Linked DNA regions of Gossypium hirsutum: region 2 is linked to region 1. Evidence: chromatin contacts called from public Hi-C data. All regions are on one chromosome and are shown on one strand. Each heading gives the region's core, a stretch centred on a gene start, on an enhancer-like site or on the middle of the called end of the contact. The rest is flanking DNA. Distances are from core to core; before and after follow the strand shown. Region 1 holds the start of LOC107956037 (pollen-specific leucine-rich repeat extensin-like protein 3). Region 2 holds the start of LOC107894252 (peptidyl-prolyl cis-trans isomerase CYP40).

Evidence for each region. A called contact is a pair of places that touch in the nucleus more often than the background predicts.
Region 2: a contact with region 1 is called in a Hi-C map of leaf, with 2.0 times the contacts expected there. The contact joins the promoter of LOC107894252 here to the promoter of LOC107956037 in region 1. A contact is called at or near these places in 2 of 34 Hi-C or Micro-C datasets (hypocotyl and leaf).

The regions. Positions count from the first base shown.
Region 1 is chrA13:4,505,170-4,509,872 of Gossypium_hirsutum_v2.1, reverse strand. It overlaps LOC107956037 (pollen-specific leucine-rich repeat extensin-like protein 3), which reads right to left and starts at 2,716. Exons shown (of 1, transcript XM_041084551.1): 1 at 743-2,716. The coding sequence starts at 2,659. The coding sequence ends at 941.
Region 2 is chrA13:4,634,622-4,639,324 of Gossypium_hirsutum_v2.1, reverse strand. It overlaps LOC107894252 (peptidyl-prolyl cis-trans isomerase CYP40), which reads right to left and starts at 2,160. Exons shown (of 10, transcript XM_041084555.1): 1 at 2,049-2,160; 2 at 1,500-1,724; 3 at 102-602. The coding sequence starts at 1,679.

The DNA of each region.
Region 1 (4,703 bases), core at 1,467-3,966:
ATTGTTAGAATTATGTTAATAAGTCTTGTGTGTCATTTCTCTCTTAACTTTGCTCTCTTTAAAAACTTGAATTGGGACTTATTCTACCTCTTTTAGAAGATACTATGTCGTCACTCGGATTCAAACCGAGATGCTCTAGCACTACTTCTTAAGAGCAACGTGTCTACCGATTTCACCATAGCGGCTTACTCAAAATCATAATAACTCATTTTTTAGTCAGTCGTCGAGATTGAAGGTGAAGCGGTTAATTCAATGTAAAATGTCAAATTTGTTAGGAAGCATTTAATTTTTATTGATAAATAACAACTCATTGAAATAGCAATTTAAAGGTTCAAAAGAAATCTTTAGTATTTATTGTATCATTTTATTTATTTATTATCCTTTCTATTTAATTAGGTCATGAATAGAGATTTTTTAATTTGTATTTTCCTAAAAAAGAACTCATTTATTGTAACTAAACTAACCAGACATCAAATTGGAATAAGGAGCAAAAAGTAACTAATCAAACCTACCTTCATATAAATAATAATTAAAAAGATTCGAACTAAAAAAACATGTATAAGTAACTCAAAATTAAGTGTTAGTCTTGAAGGAAAAACCTAAAATAACCCAACTTAAAAAAACAAAAATGATCCAAAAATGAAATTGATTGGATTGAAATTAATGCAACCCGAAACCAAGTCAACATGCTGATATTTGTTTTTCCAATATTAAGAAAAGATTATGAGGGAAAAGATGAAAGTTAGTAGTAATTAAGATTTATATATAAATATAAGAGCTTTCACATTGATGTTACAATTTGAATAGAAATTGCAAATGCAAGAGAACAGTGAAAAAGAAAAGGTAATGACATGAATTGTAATTTATGGCCCTTTTCTTTTTCCTTTTATACCCGAGAGTGAGAATATACAATACAAAGATGTTAAGGCTGTAGTACTATTTAGTAGCCTGGAAACATTGGTGGAGGTGGCGATTGGTATTCGAATCCTATGTTTGGTGGGAGGACAATATTTTTTGTAGGTGGTGGTGTAGACACAACAGGACGAGGAGATGGAGTTCGTGGAGGTGGAGATTGTACTGGTGGGGGTGGGGAGTAGACTGGTGGTGGTGGTGAGTAGACGGGTGGTGGTGGTGAGTGGACGGGTGGAGGTGGGGAGTGGACTGGTGGTGGTGGTGGTGAGTAGACGGGTGGTGGTGGTGAGTGGATGGGTGGGGGTGGCGAGTGGACTGGTGGTGGTGGGGAGTGGACGGGTGGGGGTGGGGAGTGGACTGGTGGTGGTGGTGGTGAGAAGACTGGTGGGGGTGGGGAGTGCACTGGTGGGGGTGGGGAGTGAACGGGTGGGGGTGGAGAGTGGACTGGTGGTGGTGGTGGTGAGAAGACTGGTGGGGGTGGTGAGTGCACTGGTGGGGGTGGGGAGTGGACCGGTGGTAGTGGTGGTGATTTAGGCTTAGAAGGTGGAGACCCTCCAGTACATTTGTCCTTGCTACAATCAACCGGGTTACTCACCACCTGTTTGCACTCTTTATCTGTCTTCTGCTTCATCCGACCAGCCACACAATTACCAGTATCATCCACCTCAATGTTCTTCCTTTCAGGTTTTGTACAAGCCATATGCTCCTCACTGAAATAGTTGTAAGAAAACTTGAAACTAGACAAGCTTGGCAACTTGCAAATATCCTCCGGCATACTCCCCGTCAACTTGTTCCCAGAAATATCCAAAACGTCAACCTTCTCCAAGCTCGAAAAGTTTGCTGGCAAGCTACCCACGAACGAGTTCTTGCTAACATCGAGAATAGTAACATTGCGAAGCAATCCAATTTCTTGAGGGAAACAACCACCGAGGTTATTGTTTGAGAAAATGATCTCGTCCAAGTTCGACATCTTGCCAATGCTACGTGGGATACATCCTTTGAACTTGTTGTTGGCGAATGTCACAACAGAGACAGACGATTTGCCGATTGTTTCAGGGATGTTGCAAGTGAAGCGATTATCGTTCAAAAACAATGCATCCAGATCCTTTTCGAAGAGCTCATGTGGTAAACAACCTTCAAAATTATTGAATCGGAGATCAATATACTTGACGCTCGGCCATGACAGTACAACTTTGGGGAAAGCCCCCACGAACCGATTGTTGCTAACATCAAATTCATGCATAAGTGTAAGCTTGGATAAGCTCTCGGGGATGATCCCGCAAAACCTATTAGAGTTTAAATGGATCAATGCAACATCGGTCAGCAACCCCAATTCCACCGGAAGGTAACCGGCGATGTCAGCATGATTAAGATCAATACCAGCCACAACTTTTAATTTGGGCTCATCCAGTGCTCGGACACAATACACTCCTTTGTAATCACACACATTGGGCCCGATCCAGTTGCTCGTGATGTTCTTGGGGTCAGAGTACATAGCCTTCTTCCATGCTTGAAGAGCAATGAAAGCCCTCCTAAGCCTTTCATTCTCGAATTTCTCTGTCGTTTTCACCGTATATTCATACCCATCAAGGAGTTCACCATTCTCACGGAGTGCCAATAGTTGACGTCGAGCGATGTAAGATTGTTCGACGTCGTTTAATGCGAAAGTGGGTGTGTATGAACAAAATAGAAAACAAGAGAAAAAAGTTAAGCAGCCGAAGGCCTGAAAACTTTGACGACTTGCCATTTTATTTATTCACCTTGGAATGCCCAAGGCTGCTTAGACAATGTTGTTGATGGAGATGTAAGACAGAGTTTATATAGAGGACGAATGGGATGTTGGGTTCTTGTTTTAGTTACCGAAAAGATTGCTGGTTCACATATAATTAGGAGTTCCGGTAATTTTACAGGTGAAACGTATCGCATGTATATAGATATAAATGCAACCACCACTCGACCGAGATTGAATTGTACTTCTACCCTTTGTTTATAATAGGTAAAATTCTGGTTTTGGTCCTCCTACTATTTTTAAAATTCTAGATTTAGTTTCTAGGCTTCAATTTAGTATAATTTGGTCATTCTATTTTTATATATATTATTAATTTGTTCAATTTTTTAGCATTGTTAATTATACTAATTAAGATTAATACTTTTTTACTTGAATTAAACTAATATATTAAATGTAATTTATTTTCAAATGATAATTGAATCATGCTTAGTATTTGGTGAATATAATTATTTTGCTTAAAATATGTCATAAGTTTTTACATTTTTTTTGTAAATTTAGAATTTAATTTTTGCGCTTTTATTTCTAGAACTTTAGTACCTCTACTTTTCGGATTTTAAAATTCAAGTATTTATACAGTTAGAATTATTTTGTTGAACATTATTTTTATTGGTTACATAGCCACCGAACAAGTACTTTTTTATTTTAAAATATTGCACCAATAAATTTAATAAAAAAATATTTGTATAGTGTTAACAAATAGATCTAAATTTAAAAATTGAAAAAATTATAATGACTAAATTTCAAATTTATTAAGAGAAAAAGCCGATAGCATATTTTAACCAATTGCTTTCTACTTGTTAACCTTAAAAACTTTTGATATTTTTGAACTCTTAATCTTTTTTGTAATATGTTATTTTTTTGTGAATTATAATAATAGGACAAAATGCAAACAACCAATGCGACTAGCGTGACTCGAATACAGACCACACTTAGGGCAGTAAATACTCTTAACCATCAACCCATCACATGAGGTTCAATAATAATATGTTATTTTATTATTAATTAATTGTATATAAAATATATGTACTGACCTTACATCAAATATTCTTTTTACATATACTAATATGTTATAACTCTGGATTTTATGATAAATTTTATTTTTCTTTATTTTTATGATTTAGATATATTATACAATATTCAAAACTTTAGTTAGATGTTATAGTTTTTAGTTAAGTTTAAAAATATACTTTTAATTGGATCAATTTTTAAGTATAAATTATTTTATATCATTTCGATTTTTGAATTTGTAATAATTTTAAGTTCAAATCATTTAAATTTGAAAGTCAAATCTTTTCAAATTTAATTATTTTAAACTAAAATTAATTTAATTTTTAATTATTTTAAAATTTAAATTAAACAAGTTGAAATTACTAATTTAAATAACTTAAATTAATTGAATAAGTTTTGGGATCGTGTCAAGATAAGAATAATCATGTCGACAAAATTTAAAAACATAGAATTTGATATTTTTTTGTGTAATGCGACTTCAACAATTATTTTTTTTAAATTCCTAAAATTATATTATATTTTTAAAATTTTAGAAAATTCAAAAAATATTTTAAAATTTTAAAAAATATTAAAAATTATAAATTTCTTTCCTGATAATTTTAAAATATTATAATTTTTTTGAATTAAAAAAATTAATTACTGACATGACATACACGTAGACGGTCATGTACATGCCATGTTAGCAAAGTTAATATCTGCTAATATTTTCCTCCATTTCGGGTTTTTTCCTCCGTCTTTCTATTATACTTAAATTTAGAATTCAGTCATTATATTTAATATAATATAATATTTTATTTTATTTTGATAATGTTATTAATTAGTCAAATAGTTAAAAATAGTTTTCGATTTAGTCTTAATTTTATTAAAATAATTGATGTTGCAATAACTTGAAAGACGTGGGTTCATGTATAATATTTTTAATTAAGGATTACAGTCATGGACAGTTTAAGTATTGCATTAAAAAGTAAAAAATTTAATAATAGTTAACGATATT
Region 2 (4,703 bases), core at 911-3,410, 130 kb before region 1:
TTTTGAGTAACCATAGGTCGAAGCAAAAATTCTTTCTCGTCTAGACCTCTGACTGGATCCTATGCCAAGGCACATAACATAAGCATGCATAATCCCATTACCTTATAATATTCATTTCCAAAAGCCTTGATAGAATCCACAGCAGTCATCCACCAAGAGAGCTCATCAGGGCTCTCATCGAGGTCAGCTGGCCAATCGGCATAAGCATCACCATCATTGAAAAAATTGGATATCCCATCATCTGCCCCCTCTGGGATTTCTCCACAATCGACAATTGTAACATCGACGGTGGGACAATCAGCTTCACCAGTAGTTACGTGCTCAATTGAACGAACGACTCCCATTCCTTTGACAACCTTGCCAAATACAACATGTTTCCCATCTAAATGAGAAGTGCGAGTTGTAGTGATGAAGAACTGAGAACCGTTTGTGTTAGGACCAGCATTCGCCATTGATAACATCCCTTTCCTTTCATGTTTCATATCAAAATTTTCATCTTCGAATTTCAAACCGTAAATTGACTCTCCTCCAGTACCATCTCCTGCAGATATATCTCCACCTTGTACCATAAATCCTTTAATAACCCGATGAAAACGACCTCCCTGAAATGAAAACATATATATCGTTCAATCCCAACAAAAATAAAATTCCCATCCAAAGTCATGCATAATCACTTAACATTGAAATTCCTATTCATGCACGTTTTATGCAATATGCTACTTGCATTACAATGACATATCCAATTTTTGAAGATCACAAGTACAGGCTTATATCATATTGTTTGAGTCCAAGAATGAATATGGAATAACTTTTCTGGAAAATGGAAATTAAAATCAAGATCATGAATATGATTTAAGTCAAAGCAAGTACCCCCTAAGTTTTTCTATTTCTAGGTCTCAAAACCAGCACTACAGCGTAAGAGCATTTCATAGACAAACCATTGGTAGCATCACAAAAAGTTAGATGACATCTCTACTTTCTTCCATCTGATTAAAGATGAGTTAACATGGCATTACTAAAGCAAAAAAGATGAGAACAATTGAACCTTAATGACATGCTGGTTGCCAGAAACTGATGTCAAGGTATGTTGAGGATGATCAAAAAGATTGAAGCTTTTACTATAGAATGAAGAAACAATCACAGAAAAACCTCAAAAACTTGGAGATTGACACAAGTAAACAACCAAAACAAAATTCCAAGTGATTCCAGATTTTCTTGTTCAAAAGATCCATCAGCAAAATCAGGAAACAAGTAACAACAACAACAACAAGATTCAAGTTGACAACAAATAAACAGCATGAATTACTTATATACAACATCTGGAAAAAAATCAATCTCTCATTCCAAGAACACAAAGAAAAGAAAACCCCGTTACTTTGGACAAGTTCAAAGACACAAAAGCCATTTCATACAACCATAAGCAAAACCAGCAAAGACCCCAGAAAGCAAAATCCTTACAATAAGGTAAAACAAAAAGGGAGAGAAAGAGAATAAGGGACCTTGTAGTGGAGAGGAACAGCAGTGTTAGGGCCAATGCCCTTTTCACCAGTGCAAAGAGCCCTGAAATTCTCTGCAGTTTTGGGTACTACATCATTGAACAGTTCCACTATTATCCTTCCCTCAAGCTCTTCTCCAATGCTTATATCCAAATAACATCGTTGCCTCCTCATCATATTCATACTATAATAATCTCCCTTTTCTTTCCTTTCTTTCTCTCTTTGTACCTATACATACATACATACACATATATAAATAAATAAATAATTACCTACTCTTTCTCTCCAGAGACTTCCATCTGTAAAACCCTAGTCCCATTATTTTCTCTTTTTTTAATTTATTTATTATCCATTAAAAAAATTGGGGTCTGTGACTCTTTGAAGTTTCGGCGAGGCACTGGTCTGCGGCTCCCCCTTCTCTCTCTCACTGCTTATTTTTTTTTCTTTTTTTGTGTATAAAATAATTGAACAATAAAATACATTGCACTTTGTTATTTCATTGATTAACCCCTTTTTTATGTATTTCCTTTTCTTTCAGGGGGCATTGATTACCTTCTATAAATGATTTGATTGTTTTTACACCTCATAGGACAGGCAGCATACGGAGAGATGTCAGCATGATTGAGAGATTCTGCTTTGTATTGTACTTTGTACGCAAAGACAAATCTTGGGATTTTGTTTTTGATTTTGTTGATAGATTTTTAATTCATCAAACCCTACACCAAAATTGTCAGCTTCAGATAATCAACTTATAATTGATTGGAATTTTGCGCACAACATGTTTGTTAATATGTCAATGTAAGATGTTTGGATAAGCTGCCACATTTTTGGCTTTTTCTATAATTTTTTTAATAATTAAATTATATTCGAACCCAAAATGACTTCAATTTTAAACGATTTGTTTTCGTAAAACCACTTAATTACATGGTTTAATTATATTTCTAACTCCTCTTAAAATATAATGTTTTAATCTAATCCATTTTAACCACTCGATTAAATAAAAAAATTAATTTTGGGTCTTTCCTAAAAAAATAATATTTCAATTTAATATGTTTTAACATTAAAGCTCTAAAAAATGTTTTCTTAAAAATAATGGCACTAATATGTTCAAATAGCTATTATCTCTAATTATTTCGGTTAAAATAATGAAGCTAACTTTTTCTTAAAAATGAACATTTTAACTTATGGTGGCGATATAGATATTTGTATATATTAAAAAGATGTTTTTAGAGGGGAAATTTATGTATCTATATAGAAAAAGAATGCCCACTTCTCTCATTGATCCTTTTATTATGCTCATATTTGGAATTTAGTATTTATATTTTAATTTGATATAATTTCGTCATTTACTTTTACAATGATATTAGTTAATCCAAATTGTTAACATCTTTAATTTTTCTAATTAAAATATTGACGTAAATTTTTTTTAAAAGCATTATTCAACACAAAAAAAAAATCTATTTCGAATATGATAAGTCGGAATGAGTATTTTAATTAAAATAATTAAAGGGATCAACTCTTTGGACTAACTTGATATTATAAAAGTACAAGAACCATATTAAAATATAGATACTAAATCCAAAATTTAAACATAGTAGTGGGATCATGACCATAATTTGACCTAAAACAATCTATGTCTAAAACAATAATTTATCTTTTGATTTCATAAAAAAATTGATATCTTTTTTTTAACTAACAATATTAGCAACTAAATCTGAATTTTTAAATCTGAAAAGTAAATGACTAAATTCTTAAAAATAAAAATATGAGTGACCAAATTTCAAATCTACCAAGAATATAAGGATTTGAAACCTATTTTAACTTTTAACTTTCAACTTTTTACTTTAAAAAACAAAAAGAAAGTAACCCAGTGGGAAACATGAGGTAACGTACTAGTTTAATCCATGATTTTAAAAATCGAACAAGTGATTCAACCAATTAAACTATCAATTCTCAATTCCAACATGATTAATTTGATTTTAATTAAATAAAATATAAAAATATTTATAAATTATAAAAATTAATTTAACTAATTCAACCGTCCATTTTTATCTTGTATACTACCCAATATCCAACTTAAGTGATTTAAATCTCAATCCAATCTGATTCTACTGTCATGGTTTAACCTAATCGTATTGTCAAAAGTATATGTACGTAGTGGAATGCGATTGAATGGGAAGCCCACCCAAGGTGGAATTGTGGGGGCTTTCAAAGGCAAAAAGCCGGGAAAAAAACAAAAAAACAAAGGCTAACCCGATTTACAATTAGCTAGGTGGTGGAGGGTTTTAACAACTTTGCTTGTTGCCCACTTATGAATAATGATGGCCTATGTTATGAATGTGAATATTGAGTCCACGTAAGCTTGACTCTAACATGCCCTATTGCCTTTTACAAGAGAGTGGAGGGGATGACAATGAACTTTCCACTTTCATTGGTATTTCAAGATTTGTGGGAAATTATGATAATTAATAAACTAATTATTGTTTTGGCATAATGTTTCCTAATAAATAACATCTTGTTTTGAAGGATCTGTCTTTTCTGATGTTCTCACTGCTCTCTAGGCTGATATATTAAGAAATTTGGTTTGATTGGAAACTTGCATGCACTCATATTAAACAAAGGGACCCTCATATATTCTTTTCCATGTTGAAACCAACATCTTGAATATACTGTTATGAGTCAGTAGGTACAGCATCCAACTTTAATTTCAATGCCTTGAGATCAACGTCATACTCTATTTCGGTTCAATCTGCGATGCTTTTTAGTTCCACATCGTTGATATTAACATTGGTGGTGGCATTTTAGGCTTGTTTTTCCCTATCAATCAACTTTTCAAGCTGCCAACAGCTGCTGATCATATTGCAACAATATATCACTCCATTTAGCCTCTTTACTGTGCTGAAATTTGGTGTATAATTTCTGTCCTTTAATTTCATAGTTTCTCTGATTTTATAATTTCATCATTGACATAATGATACGTATGAGCTTCATATTCAAAAAAATCCTTCTCCTATCATCATTTTTAATGATTTTTATGGTTTCAAATGGACGGCCCCCTATTATGCATGCTTTTGCTATGTCCCAGAGTGCACATTTTCATTTTCAAATTACCATTTGTGCTCTAAATTAAAAATTTATTGATATGGTGTCTAATTACACTAGTTTAGTGATAACTTTGTGTGGATTTAGATTTATAGTTCTGTAACC